Regions from separate parts of the Anser cygnoides genome. Here all the other regions are linked to region 3. A link is a contact called in public Hi-C data. All regions are on one chromosome and are shown on one strand. Each heading gives the region's core, a stretch centred on a gene start, on an enhancer-like site or on the middle of the called end of the contact. The rest is flanking DNA. Distances are from core to core; before and after follow the strand shown.

Region 1 (4,024 bases), core at 612-3,111, 110 kb after region 3:
GGCATTGTTCCTAAAGTTTCAGTCATGCAGACTGCAAACTACTTGAACCCAGACATGCATCAGAGAGGGCGACAAGCCTTTCATACAGACCTTAATTGGACAGAATTTGTTGAATACTTTATGTGCCGGAATGTGTACACTTCAGAGTGGATGCTTACATCAGATTTTTCAGCCAGCCTCCTGAACCACGCTCCCAGTTTGTGCTCCCAGCAGGGTCATGGGCAGATTTTGTGAGCGTTAATTAGGTTCCTGGTCAGAATCTGGCCTGTAGCTGATCTTTCAAAATAAAAAAGGTGCTTACAGGTAAGGCGAAGCTGTCGTAATAAGTCTGCAGTGAGAAGCAGGGAATGTCTTTGGTCTAAAGCTGACTCACTGCTCCTGCTGTCTCTCTGCAACAGATACCTCTGACCTCAGGGCTTTGAATGTCAGCAGTCAGTCATTGTCAGCAACTGTCTTTTCTGTCTCTTATTAAATGTGGTGGCATCGGTAAGCTGCAGTCTGCAGTCAGCTCACGCGCTCCAGCACAGCCTAGAGAAGGGGTTCCCAAAACGTGGGAAGCTAACAAGCTCCTCCAGCACAGCATCACAAACGCTGTCAGAAGTCACACCTCGTGCGTACACACGCACATAAGGCAGTGCCGGAGCCAACACACGGCATACCAGCCAACAGTCCCGGAATTTCTTATGGATTTATCAGGCAATCAGTTGAACAGAGTGCAAAGTTGAACAGAGTGCAGCTCTTTTTTGGCAGTTAGAGGCAGGAGTGAAGCAGATCAGAGTTCCTAACTCTTCAAAAAACCACCAGGATATCTGCATTTGTGTGGTGTTTTCATTCACCCACAAGGAATTGGATTTGGGGCTTTCTAAGATGCCTACAGAATTTTACAGCCTATGGTCTGTAAACAGCGAGAACACCAAGAAAAATCTAAAAACCAGAATGTGTGGCTTACCTGCACACAACATGAAAGTGTGCAGGTCAGGTTATGCCCTGCAGTTGTGGAATGGAGCCTTTTGGCTATTAACGCCCCTTCCTTAAAATGTGGAATCAACACACATTGAAAGAATCAAACCTGCATTACCATGGTTAAGTCCTTTCAGTGAGCTGGGAGACTCCACGCTAAGCCCTGAAGACGGTCCCTGCAACACACAATCACGTAGCGAGTTACACATTGTGTAACAAGTTAGTATTATTTGCCCTAAACTTTAGTTAGAGGATAAAGGAAGTGGGAAAATAGGTCCTTGGAAAGCCAGGTCCCGGGGTGCCATACCTAAAAGCACAGCACCACCAGTGAGGTAACTCTGAGCTCTGCCAGGGTCCAGGACTGGGAGATTCCCTGTACAGACTTTGTGATCTCCTCTAGCAGCACGTGCTTGGCCAGGGAGGAGGAAAGGAGAGGAGGAAAGAGCAGAGCAGAGCTTGGGCCACAGCCCCCAGTGGCTCCACAGCGAGACCCTAGTAGTAGGCAGCGCTAGGGTAGCCCAGGGCAGGATCCCACCGCCTCCCTCCTCAGCTCCCAAAGCCTTCCTGTCCCCTTTTCCACGCGTGAAAAAAAAAAAAATAGAAGAAATATAAAATTTCATTAAAAATTTTCCACAGCTTCTTCCCGGCCCCCAGTAACGCGGCGATCCAGCGCTACCCTCAGCCCACCGCACCCCCACGCCCTGCCTGCGGCGGACCCCAAGCGCTGAACGGGTCCGGATCCCAGTCCCGATCCCGATCCCAATCCCGATCCCGATCCCGATCCCGGTCCCGGTCCCGGTTCTGATCCCGGTCCCGGTCCCGGTCCCGGCCCCCCCGGCCGCAGCTGCCCCGTTGCCATGGCGCCCGCCCCCCCCCACCTGTCCCCCTGCGCATGCGCAGCGGAGGGCGGCGAGGCCCAACCCGCCGCCACCGACCGTTGGGGCGGCAACGGCTGCCTCAGGAAAAGGGCGGGAAAGAGCTCCCCGCGCTGAGGGGAACGAAACGGCCCGCGGAAGGGCGCTGGAAGAATAAATACATTTTTTTAAAAAAGTACCGCAATAGTTTTTGTTTTAGAGAAAGAAAAGGCGTTTTTTTTTCAAAGGTTGTGGGAAAAATCGGGGTTTCACAGAGTATTAAGTGAGCTTTTGTGTATTTGGGGGCAGAAAGCTTTGGGTTGGGGTATTTGGGGGCAAAAACACAAAATTGCGTTGGGGTATCCCTGGCCTCAGCTTCTGGGCTGTGCTGGAGGAGGCGCAGCTCGCACCTCTATGGTCTGCACAATCGTGGGGTGTGCTCTTAGTTAAACCGGTGTCACGTACCACAGAAACATTTTTAAAAACGACCTCTGATCTGGGCTGAGTTGAGAACCACAGCATCAGAGAGCCGGCATCAAATAGAGCTTGGATGTTTTCTGAAAAATCCCTTAAAGTGATAAAAATAAAGCTGATATCCAAGGTATAAGTGAAGCCACATGAAGTTGAGGTGTCACAGGGAGGAGCAGGCAGCTGAAGGGACGATTTTGGTGCCCTGCACCTTTTTTATTTTTTCATTTTTTATTTTATTTTTTTTTCACAGCCAGGGTACTACTCACAAACACTGTTTTTGTTAAATGCCGTGGAGAGGTTGCGAGGCGGGTTTCTGTTCCACATCCCTCAGCACCAGGCTTTCACTGCTGTGTGCTCCCATCTGCAAAGTGACAGGAGTCCAAAGCAAAAAGTGCAAAAAGTGGAAAGTATCAGGAGCTGAATCACCTTATAAAAAAAATAAATAAATAAATAAAATGTAAAACAAAGAAAAAGCTCGTAATCATTCTATCGCCAAACCCCAACACTTCGATGAGTCTGCCTAGAACCTGGTTCTTCCATTTTTCTCTCAGATATTAGCCTCTTGGAATCTGCTTTCTTGTCCATAAGCCTGTAGAATGCACTTTATCATATTTTCAAACTTGTCTTCAGGTAGGAGCTTGGAATTTAGTGCAGTTTCCTAAGGAAAAGGGGCTTGTACCACCACACGGGTTGCCTGCCCTCCCCTGTGCCATAACTTTCAAACCAGCTCTAACCGAGTTTGACACAAAGCCAAGAGTTCAAATATATTAATTTCCTATGAGTTTCATGAAAATTGTCAGCTGTGCCGAGCGTGGGAGACAGACACTATTAATATCTCGGCTGAGGAAATGTCAGCACAGCTCAGCCCTTCTCTAGTCTGTTTGGCAGCAGCATGTGCTGTTCCTGCAGTGGGGAGGACAAAATGGTATTTAAGGGCAATGGGACGTGAACCTGTAGGAAGACAGCTTTGTTTCAGAATAATTTCAACATAAAAAAAAAAAAAAAGGATTCCCTTAATTTTGGGAGCTGGAAGCTACAAAATAAATTTCAAATGACAGGCATTTTAATGCAATGGTACGTACTGCAGACCTATGTGTATTTTTTAAAAGCTTTTTTTTTTTTTAAATAGAAATGAATTTATTTTATTTATCAGATATAATAGCCGTCCAGCCTTTGTTTTCTCCCTTAGTATGATAATTGTATATATTACAGTGTACTAAATACAAACATTTAAGTAAATCAGCATTGGAAAGGATTGTCGGTAGAAAAAACAATTCAGATTTACAGAGATGCCCTACCATCTTTCCTGCCCTTCCCCTCTTCCTGGCAGCTACAGCTATTGTTGGATTTATTGCAAACATAAATTTCCGTCTCATGTAATTATAATGATTAATCTGCATTCAGTTACTGCTTTGGATGCTGGTAAGTGATGTGGTTAGAAGGTATGCAGACTGTAACGAAGCGTTTTAATACTGATACAAGGGGGGATATACTTGGTTAGGAATGTAGAAGTGCAAGGGGGAACTGGCCAGCTCTATTGCAGGGAGAGTATCTCAGTCAGGTATGCTGAAAATAGGAGGAGATACGGAGAGTGAGCCAGACCTGTGACCTACTAGGTTAAAGCATGGATTAATAAAGAATGACGGATCTCCCAAAAGTGAAAGCAAAAGAAGAGATGAGAACAATAAGGAGAGCAGGGGTCAGTCCGATACATTAAGAGAAGTAAACGTATCAGTGAA
Region 2 (3,733 bases), core at 929-3,428, 95 kb after region 3:
GCCCCGGTGCTCCCATCCCGAGCTCCTGCACTCACTTGCGCTTCTTTATTTTCACTTAGGAGGCTGAAATCTCCCGGGCTTGAGCCTGCCAGAGGGGACCGAGCTCTATTAAGTCTGCGAAAGACGATTCGGGCTCCTGGAGCTTCGCTCTGGGGCTCCGGGCGCTCCCCGGCACACCGAGGTCCCCCATCCACGCCTCAAGTCGTGCCTGGGTAACTTCGGCAGAGCGCAGCCGCTGCTCACCGTAAAGCCCGCACCTAAAGGGGCTGAGACCTGAGGAACAACTGCCACGCGACGCTCCATAAAACAGCAACACGCGTAGGAAATTACCGGGGGGGGGGGGATCTCAGATTTAAATGCTATGCTCTAACGCTTCTCCGTGATGGATGGGATCAAAACCCTAAAGGAGGCGCTGGTGAGATCCCGGCCCTTCCAGTGCCACCGCGACCAGCAGGTCCTTCACCTTACCCCTCAGTGAAAAACCTGTCGCTCCCAATTTGACCACAAAAAAAAAAATAAATGAACGCTTTCTCTCTCTCGCCCGTTTCCCCAGCACTCAGGCACCATAAAAGCAACCCCACAGCTTGCAAGAACGAGCAGCAGCGGTGCGGGCGACCCCGAAGCCGTGACGTCCCCCAGTGAAACCGGGGAGCAAATGCCCGCGTCCGGACGCGGGGCGAGCCTCATTCAGCCTGGCCGGGCGTACAGGGCCCTGCGCGGGGGTAAAACCACACCTGCAGGGCCCTTCTGGGGGTAAACCACCAGATTTTGGAAAGGCTCGCGGCCCCGCGGGGGGCAAAAACCCGTGGGGATGAGCCCCTGAGTGCGCTGCCCCTGCTGAGCACCGCTGGGACGGGCAGGGGGGCACCGGGGCATGGGGAGCTCCTCTGGGGGGAAATGTTAAATGGGGGGGGGCAGAGGGGGAAAAACTTATAAAAAACGGTGGGGGAATGAAAAGAGGGGGAAAAGGGGAGAAAATATAAAAAGGGGGGGGGAGAAGGGGGGGAGTAAAAAGGGGAGAATATAAGAAGGGGGGGAAGAGGGGGAATATAAAAAGGGGGGAAAATATACAAAGGGAGAAAAAGGGGGGTCGAAATATAAAAAGAGAGGGAATGTAAGAAGGGGGGAAATTAAAACGGGGGGAAGAGGGAAAAAATAAAACGGGTGGAAGAGAGGAAAAATAAAACGGGGGAAAATTAAAAGGGCAATGAAAAGAGGAGAATAAATTTAAAAGGGGGGGAAGAGGAGAAAAAAATTAAAAGGGGGGGAAGAGGAGAAAAAAATTAAAAGAGGGGGAAGAGGAGAAAAAATTTAAAAGGTGGAATATTAAAAAAGGAGGAAAAAAAGAATATTAAAAAGGGGGGGAAGGGAAAAAATAAAAAGGGGAAGGAATTAAAAAGGGGGAAAAGAAAATATTAAAAATGGTGAGGAAGACGGGGGAAAAATAAAAAGGGGAGGGGAAAAGGAAAAAAAAATAAAAATGGGGGGAAGAGGGAAAAAACGTAAGGCAATTAGGCGTGAAAAAAATAAAGGGGGGGGGGAATTAACGCGGGGAGAAGTGAGAAGGGGGGAAAAAAGGGGGGGGGAAATAACTCGAACGGAGCCCTGAGGTAAAACCCCGGGGGCAGCCGAGACCCGGGGGGGGGGGGGGGGGGGGGGGGCCTGCAGGGACCGGGGCCGTGCTCCCGGTGCCCCCCCCCGGCCCTCAGCGGCCCTGCCCGGTCCCGCGCCTCCCTCTCCGGGCCCGGCACCGGCGCGAGGCCCGGGGGCTCCCCTCAGGCCTCCCGCAGCCCCCCCCCGGCGGCCGGGGCGGGCGCCTCCCGTTCCCCGTCGTGGTGCGTGTCGTGTCCCCGTCCCCCCCCCCCTTCATCCCGAGGCCTAGCGCGGCCCGAAGCCGTCCCCGTGAGGTGAGGAGCGGGCGCCGGGGGTGGGTGGGGGGGGGGGTGCCTGGGCCGGCCGGCGGGGGCCCCCGCGTTGCTGCGGCTGCGCCGGGGCTGGAGGAGCTGGGAGATTGCGCGGTAGGACGCTCACCTCAGAGCGGCTGCGCTGCGGCGGGCCTGCGCCGTGGAAGCCCGCGGCGGGTGGAGGCCGGGGAGGGAGGGAGGGAGCGGAGCCGCGGGGGGGGGGACGCCGGCGGGGCTCGCCCTGAGCCGCCGCGATGGCGAGCGGGAGAGGCGGGGAGCGGCGGGCGGCGGCGGCGGCGGCGGCGGGAGGAGGAGGAGGCCGAAGTGGGGGGGGGGGGGGGGGGAGAAGGAGAAAGGAGGGGGGGGGGGGGAGGAGGGAGTATGGCGTCATAGCCCGGCGCCGCCGCCATGAGGAGGAGGGCGAGGGGCTGGGGAGGGAGGGAGGGAGGTGGCGCCGCCGCCATGCGGGGGAGGTCGGGGGGTGGTGGAGGGGTGGGGGGGGGGGTTGGGGGGTAAAGGTGGGGAGTGGGGTTGGGGGGGGGGGCGCCATGTTGGGGAGGTCGGGGGGGGGGGGGGCAGGGAGGGGGCGGCGCCATCTTGGGGAGGTCGCCGCGCGCCTCAGGGAGGCGGGCGGGAAAGCCCTGAGGGGGAGCCGGGGTATGGCTGCCCGCGGTGAGGCGGCCCCGGCCATCCCCGTGGCGTTTTGCTGTCAAAAAACAAAAAAGCACGTTTCGCAACGTTTTGGCCCGCCGCTCGGGCGTCCCTTCCCACCTCCACCACCCCCAAACCCTAGTTCGGTGGTAGGAGAAGCCATATTGCTGAGCTAATCCGGGTTTAAAAATAACGCAAAATAACACGAAGCTGCTCTTTCTGATACATGAGGTCTAACATTTTCTTGTATTGTCACATCAGGGCTCAGAGACCTGTACTGGGACCGCGGCCCTGTCACAGGAAGGTGTCCGCGTTCGAGGGCAGCCTGTGGTTTCAGTGGGAACCTGAAGTGTAAAGCACTTAAAATACAGGAAAAAGGAAAAAATAGCACAAAAAATTGTACAAAATAGTAAAAATAGATACAAGTGTGATTTACAGGAGGGAGTCTTAAGGAGGGACTTCACACAGATGCACCAAAACGGACAAATTTAAGATGTGTTCTCCTCAACTAAAGAATGGCGTGGAAAGTGCAACGTGGACGGGTGCTCAAGAGAAAAGTTAAGCTGGTTTACAGCAGCCTGGAAAGCAAAATATTTTCAGTAAAGTTCCTTCCATAAAGATCTTAGATGTATGTTAAGCGCTCCACTAGAGACCTGACAGGTCAAAAATTCAGTAGGCTTTTATATTACAGCAATCATGGTTTTATTTTTGTTGCATATACATTTTTTTTTTAATTTCAGGACGTCAGCCTACCATCTGTGCCTAGTAGAAACCTCTTCCATGGGTATGTCACTGTACTAAAAGTGATAATATTTTTCTCATTATACTAATATCCACTACTGGAATTTTACAGCTTCCCTTGAAGCATGCAATACCAATCCCTCTAAAATGGAACGTATCTCACATGCCTACCAGCTCACAGCACTCTGCAAATTGTATAAACTGATAGCCAAATACAGAAATAACTTCATCCCATAGGCGGAATGAAGCACAGCCACCAATTTTTCTATTAACAAATACAATAAAGCAATTGTAAATGGCTTCCTAGGGCAGGAAGTTATGACCGCACTACGACCATCTGAAGATGCAAGAATATGGAAAGCACAGGACGAAAACCTCTCAGAGACGTGCCTCGTCTGCAGAGCCAGCCGAGGCAATTGGCATGCGTGTCAGGTCAG
Region 3 (3,940 bases), core at 13-2,512:
GGGAAAGATGAGGCACCCGAAGGTAATCTGTATTCCCGGCTCCGCTGCGGTCTGACGCACGCTCTGCACCCTCTGCATCTCCCCTGCCACAGCCAGACAAAATTGGGGAGGTGTTTTCGAGCCTGGCTTGGCACGGATTCGCTGCCTTCTGTGCCAGGCTCTGGGCATCAGGTGACGGTGCACCTGAGCAGTCAGACAAAGTGATATTGGGCAATTGCTTTGGTTTTTTTTTTTTTCTCAGAGCTTGCAGCTCTCAGCCACGAGCTCCCCAGCTGCTGCTGCTGCCTCTCCGCTCCCAGGAAGGGGCGGCTCAGCGATTCCCTCTGGGCAGGGGGTCCGGAGTTGACAGCTCTCGACACCATTTCCCATCCCCTACGGCCGTATTTTTTTCTCTCCTGATATTTCCCTCGTGGAAGCTGCTGCGGGATTATTTATGGCGTTGTTTTGAAAAGCCACTAAAAGTTGAGTGGGGTAATATAAACTGTTCTGCTTCTGTTGGCGAGCTGATGTTACGCAGCCCCCTCGCGCCAGCGCCGTGACGGATGCCTCCACGGTCGGTGCGCAGCCTTGTGCTCGACTTTGTATCCTGAAGGAGCTCCTAGCCCCTGAATTTCATAAAAAAAAAAAAAAAATGAAATCCTTGTAATTCTCAGTGAGACCTCACTGACCTGAGAGCGCCAGACGAGGTAGACCAGTAGTCCCAGTGTCCCCAGGGGACTACGGGGAGGGCTGGGGCAGCAGCCTTGCTCTCGTGCCCTCTCCTCCGTCTCCCACTGCGGTTTCTCAACCCGCAGTGCGTGGCGCGCTCGTGATCGGTTACACAAGCAGGCAGTCCCTGAAATGAGTGCAGCGTGGGGTTTTTTGTTGTTTTTTTTTAAAGTGCGTGTTCTCTTGCAGGCTTTTGAGTGTTTAGAGGGGGGAGGGAAGTACTAAACATTAATTTTAGACTAATCTTATCTGGCTGTTTGGCAACGTTGCACAAGTATTTGGAAGCACGAGTATTTGGAAGACTTTTTTCCATTAGCTAGGTTGTCCTGTGGTTAAAAAAAAAAGTGGAGGAAAAAGTGTTCTTGATCTCTCTGTGCTGCATACGGGCTCTTCTGCGTGCTGATCTCTGTGCACATCGTTGTGCCCTGCGCCTCGGGTGCTCACCCGAGCCACGTGGGCTTGGTGCGGTGTTGAAACTCACTGCATCCTGCTTCGGAGAGCCCGTAACCACCTTCCCACCTCCCCAGCCAGGCAGTCTGAGCGATTTCCTGATTTGCCTTTAGTCTCTCACTGAAAAACAAAACTTTCAGCCTTGTCAGTCCCCTGCCCTGGAAGGCAGGGAAGGCGGCTGTACGCCTGTCGGATCGGCTGCTCGCTCGGCGCACCGGTGGCACGTAGACGTGAACGTGCTGTCGCAGTTGGTCGGACGGAGAAACGTCCAGCTGGCCCTGCTTCGCCAGCAGAGCGCCAACACGTGGGCAAGCGGTGGTGGCTGGGGGCTAGGTAAGTCCCAGATATAACTGGCCCTGCTCTGGCACGTTCCCCCGAGCAGGTGGGATGTCCTTTTGCAGCTACCACTGGCGTGGGGCAGCCTGTGCAGCTGTCCCCCTGCTCAGCAAGGGGGCTGGGATGCCCTGATCGCTTGCTCGTTTTCCTCCGTGCATGCTTCACGGCTTTAAAGAGCTGTGCTGCAGCAAAAAAAAAGCATCTTTTGGGGGATCTCTCAGGTCTTTTGGGGACCTCTCGTACAGCTAAGCTGGCTGTACTTGGAGCTTGGAGAAGCAGCGGGCACTTTGGAAGCGCTGCTCATTGGATGGTGCCCAGCGCCTGACCTGGAGGAGCACCGGTGGGCGCAGAAACCCTTCCGCTGCCGCGGGCCAGCACCCGTAGCAAGAGCAGGGAGGCGGTCTCCAGGCCTGATCCCTGTTTTCTGCAAGTTTTCAGGTAAAGCCAGAGCCTTCTATTTTCCCAAATAGACGAGGGATGTACTAAGGTAGGACCCTGCCTCAATTACGGTCCAGCCACGCAGGCGTGATGATAGGGGGAGTGATCAGCGTGGTACTGCCCCTCGCAGGAGCTTTCTGCTTGTTGGCTCCACAGGACAAAGGCAGGACAAAGCTGCCCCGGGTGCCCTCGGTGTTCCCAACTCGCCAGAGTGCTCGGGCTCTGCCTCTTGGAGGAGAGCTTCTTGGAGGGGAGCTCACTGGCACGGCAGCTTGCCGGAGTGCCTTGGGTCTGGCAGCGCTTCCCAGCCCGATCCTGAGAGCTTCAGGCTGGAATTATTCAGGAGATCCTTCGACATCAACACAAGTCTGAAATTCCTCTCGGTTTTCCCCTGCGCTCAGCTATTGCCCAGCCCCGGGCCCGAGGCTCAGCACCGCTTTGACCCGACCGCGGCTCAGCACCGGGCTTTTTGGATTCATCCTGGCTGCTGCGGGAGCTCGGTGGGAGAACTTCACCTGGAGCGCGGCCAACCCCGCAACCGTGTGAGCATTGACAGCAGCCGGGGAAGACTGACAGCCTTTCTTCCAGCTGACTTCATGTACAAATACACTTCCCTTCAAAGGCTCTGCCGAGCCAAGGAGCGATTACTCCAGGGCTGCTGCAGAAATATCACCGTTTTTGAAGGTCAGCACCTGCGTGTGGGTCCCAGCACCTTCCAGCCCTGGAACAGATAGGTCCCTTTCTGTTGTGCAACCCCTTTATGGGTGTATTTTTTTTTCTGCTTTCACCCAAAGCTTGTTGTCAGTACAGGTTTCCTGCAGGCCTGCTTTACCTCGAGAGGCTCTCCTGGATCGTGGTGTCTCCGTATGGAAAATACGGGCTGCGGTCACCCTGCCAGAACTCCACCTAAACGTCGGGTTTTCCAGGGAATCGGTGGTCCGCGTGAGTGCTAAAATGTTTAGTGAAGTGTTCACATGCAGTCCAGCACCCAGAACGACGGCTGCACAGGCTCAGGGGGCTCAGCTTCGTGCTCCTGGCTGCGGTGGGAACCCAAAATCAAGGGCCTGGGACCTCCCTGGGGTCCTCGCTGCTTCCCCAAAGTTTTGCGTGGCGCTTTAATCAGTTAATTTAATCAGTTAATCAGGGATGTGTTGTACTCGGTGCTGTGGCAGTGAACCTGCCGCTGTATTTATGCTGGCAGGGAAGGCTTTTTTTCCACTCCTGGCTTCCTCTGCAAATTGGACACTCCTGCTTTGTGCTCTGCATTTGTAGAAATACAGAGAAAGGCGGCGTTACCGGAGCGAGGTTGGTGCTTCGTCACTGAGGGTGACTTTCCAACGAGGAGGAGAGGACGGATTGGACTCGTATCTGGGTCAGGAAGAGGGAAAATACGATCAAAGTTGTGCTGGGGGTGGGCAGTTTGCATCTACAGGAGCAGGAGGCTGGGGGGACCTTGGAGAGTTGTGAGAAGATGCGGCAACAGCCGAGGACGTGAGGAGCGCAGGGAGGGGATATTCGTGCTCGGCCTCGAACAGCAGCTGTTCAACGTGGAGAGCTCGAGACCAAGGGCACTGAAAGAAGGGATCGCTCCTCGGGTGAGCGCGAAGATGACGGAGAAGAATTGGAAATCTCTAGGGCAGGAGCGGGTGGCCCGGTGTCACCTCCGTGGATGTGGTGTCCGGTTTAAGCACCGAAGGGTGGCCGCAGTCTGCCAAACCCGCAGGTGTCCGCGCGGCACAGCGTGGTGCAACCAGCCGCGGGTGGCTGCGGGAGAACTTCCTGGGAAGTAGCTGAGAAAAGGAGAAAACCCAAAACCCAAAAAAGGAGAAAACCCAAAGGAGAGGAGGCAGGGGGATGCCTTGCCTCTAGCTGGTCTCCGGCCCAGAAATCAGAACGGACAGCGTTTAATTCGGCAGCTCCGCACGTTGCTGCTCTGTTCTGGCTGCCTTCTGCCTTCTCCTGTCCTCCCTTTACTGCTTTTTCAGAAACTTCTCCTTTTTTTTTCCCC

Evidence for each region. A called contact is a pair of places that touch in the nucleus more often than the background predicts.
Region 1: a contact with region 3 is called in a Hi-C map of liver, with 2.9 times the contacts expected there. The contact joins the promoter of SMKR1 here to the enhancer-like site in region 3. A contact is called at or near these places in 2 of 7 Hi-C or Micro-C datasets (both in liver).
Region 2: a Hi-C map of liver shows a contact between it and region 3, with 5 times the contacts expected there. The contact joins the promoter of NRF1 here to the enhancer-like site in region 3. A contact is called at or near these places in 2 of 7 Hi-C or Micro-C datasets (both in liver).

The regions. Positions count from the first base shown.
Region 1 is chr1:1,405,754-1,409,777 of Taihu_goose_T2T_genome, reverse strand. SMKR1 (small lysine rich protein 1) reads right to left here and starts at 1,861. Exons shown (of 3, transcript XM_066996627.1): 1 at 1,839-1,861; 2 at 1,079-1,136. The coding sequence starts at 1,081. It overlaps LOC125182643 (a long non-coding RNA gene), which reads left to right and starts at 1,978. Exons shown (of 3, transcript XR_010831503.1): 1 at 1,978-3,359.
Region 2 is chr1:1,423,456-1,427,188 of Taihu_goose_T2T_genome, reverse strand. NRF1 (nuclear respiratory factor 1) reads right to left here and starts at 2,178. Exons shown (of 14, transcript XM_066995931.1): 1 at 2,032-2,178.
Region 3 is chr1:1,516,878-1,520,817 of Taihu_goose_T2T_genome, reverse strand. All of the region lies in intron 3 of UBE2H (ubiquitin conjugating enzyme E2 H), which reads left to right. Among named protein-coding and RNA genes, the nearest start is that of UBE2H, 34 kb to the left of the region's middle. Within about 2 kb of position 1,262, at least 1 of the 3 cell types and tissues checked has open chromatin away from gene starts, as enhancers often do. A contact at or near this core is called in liver, where this site is marked.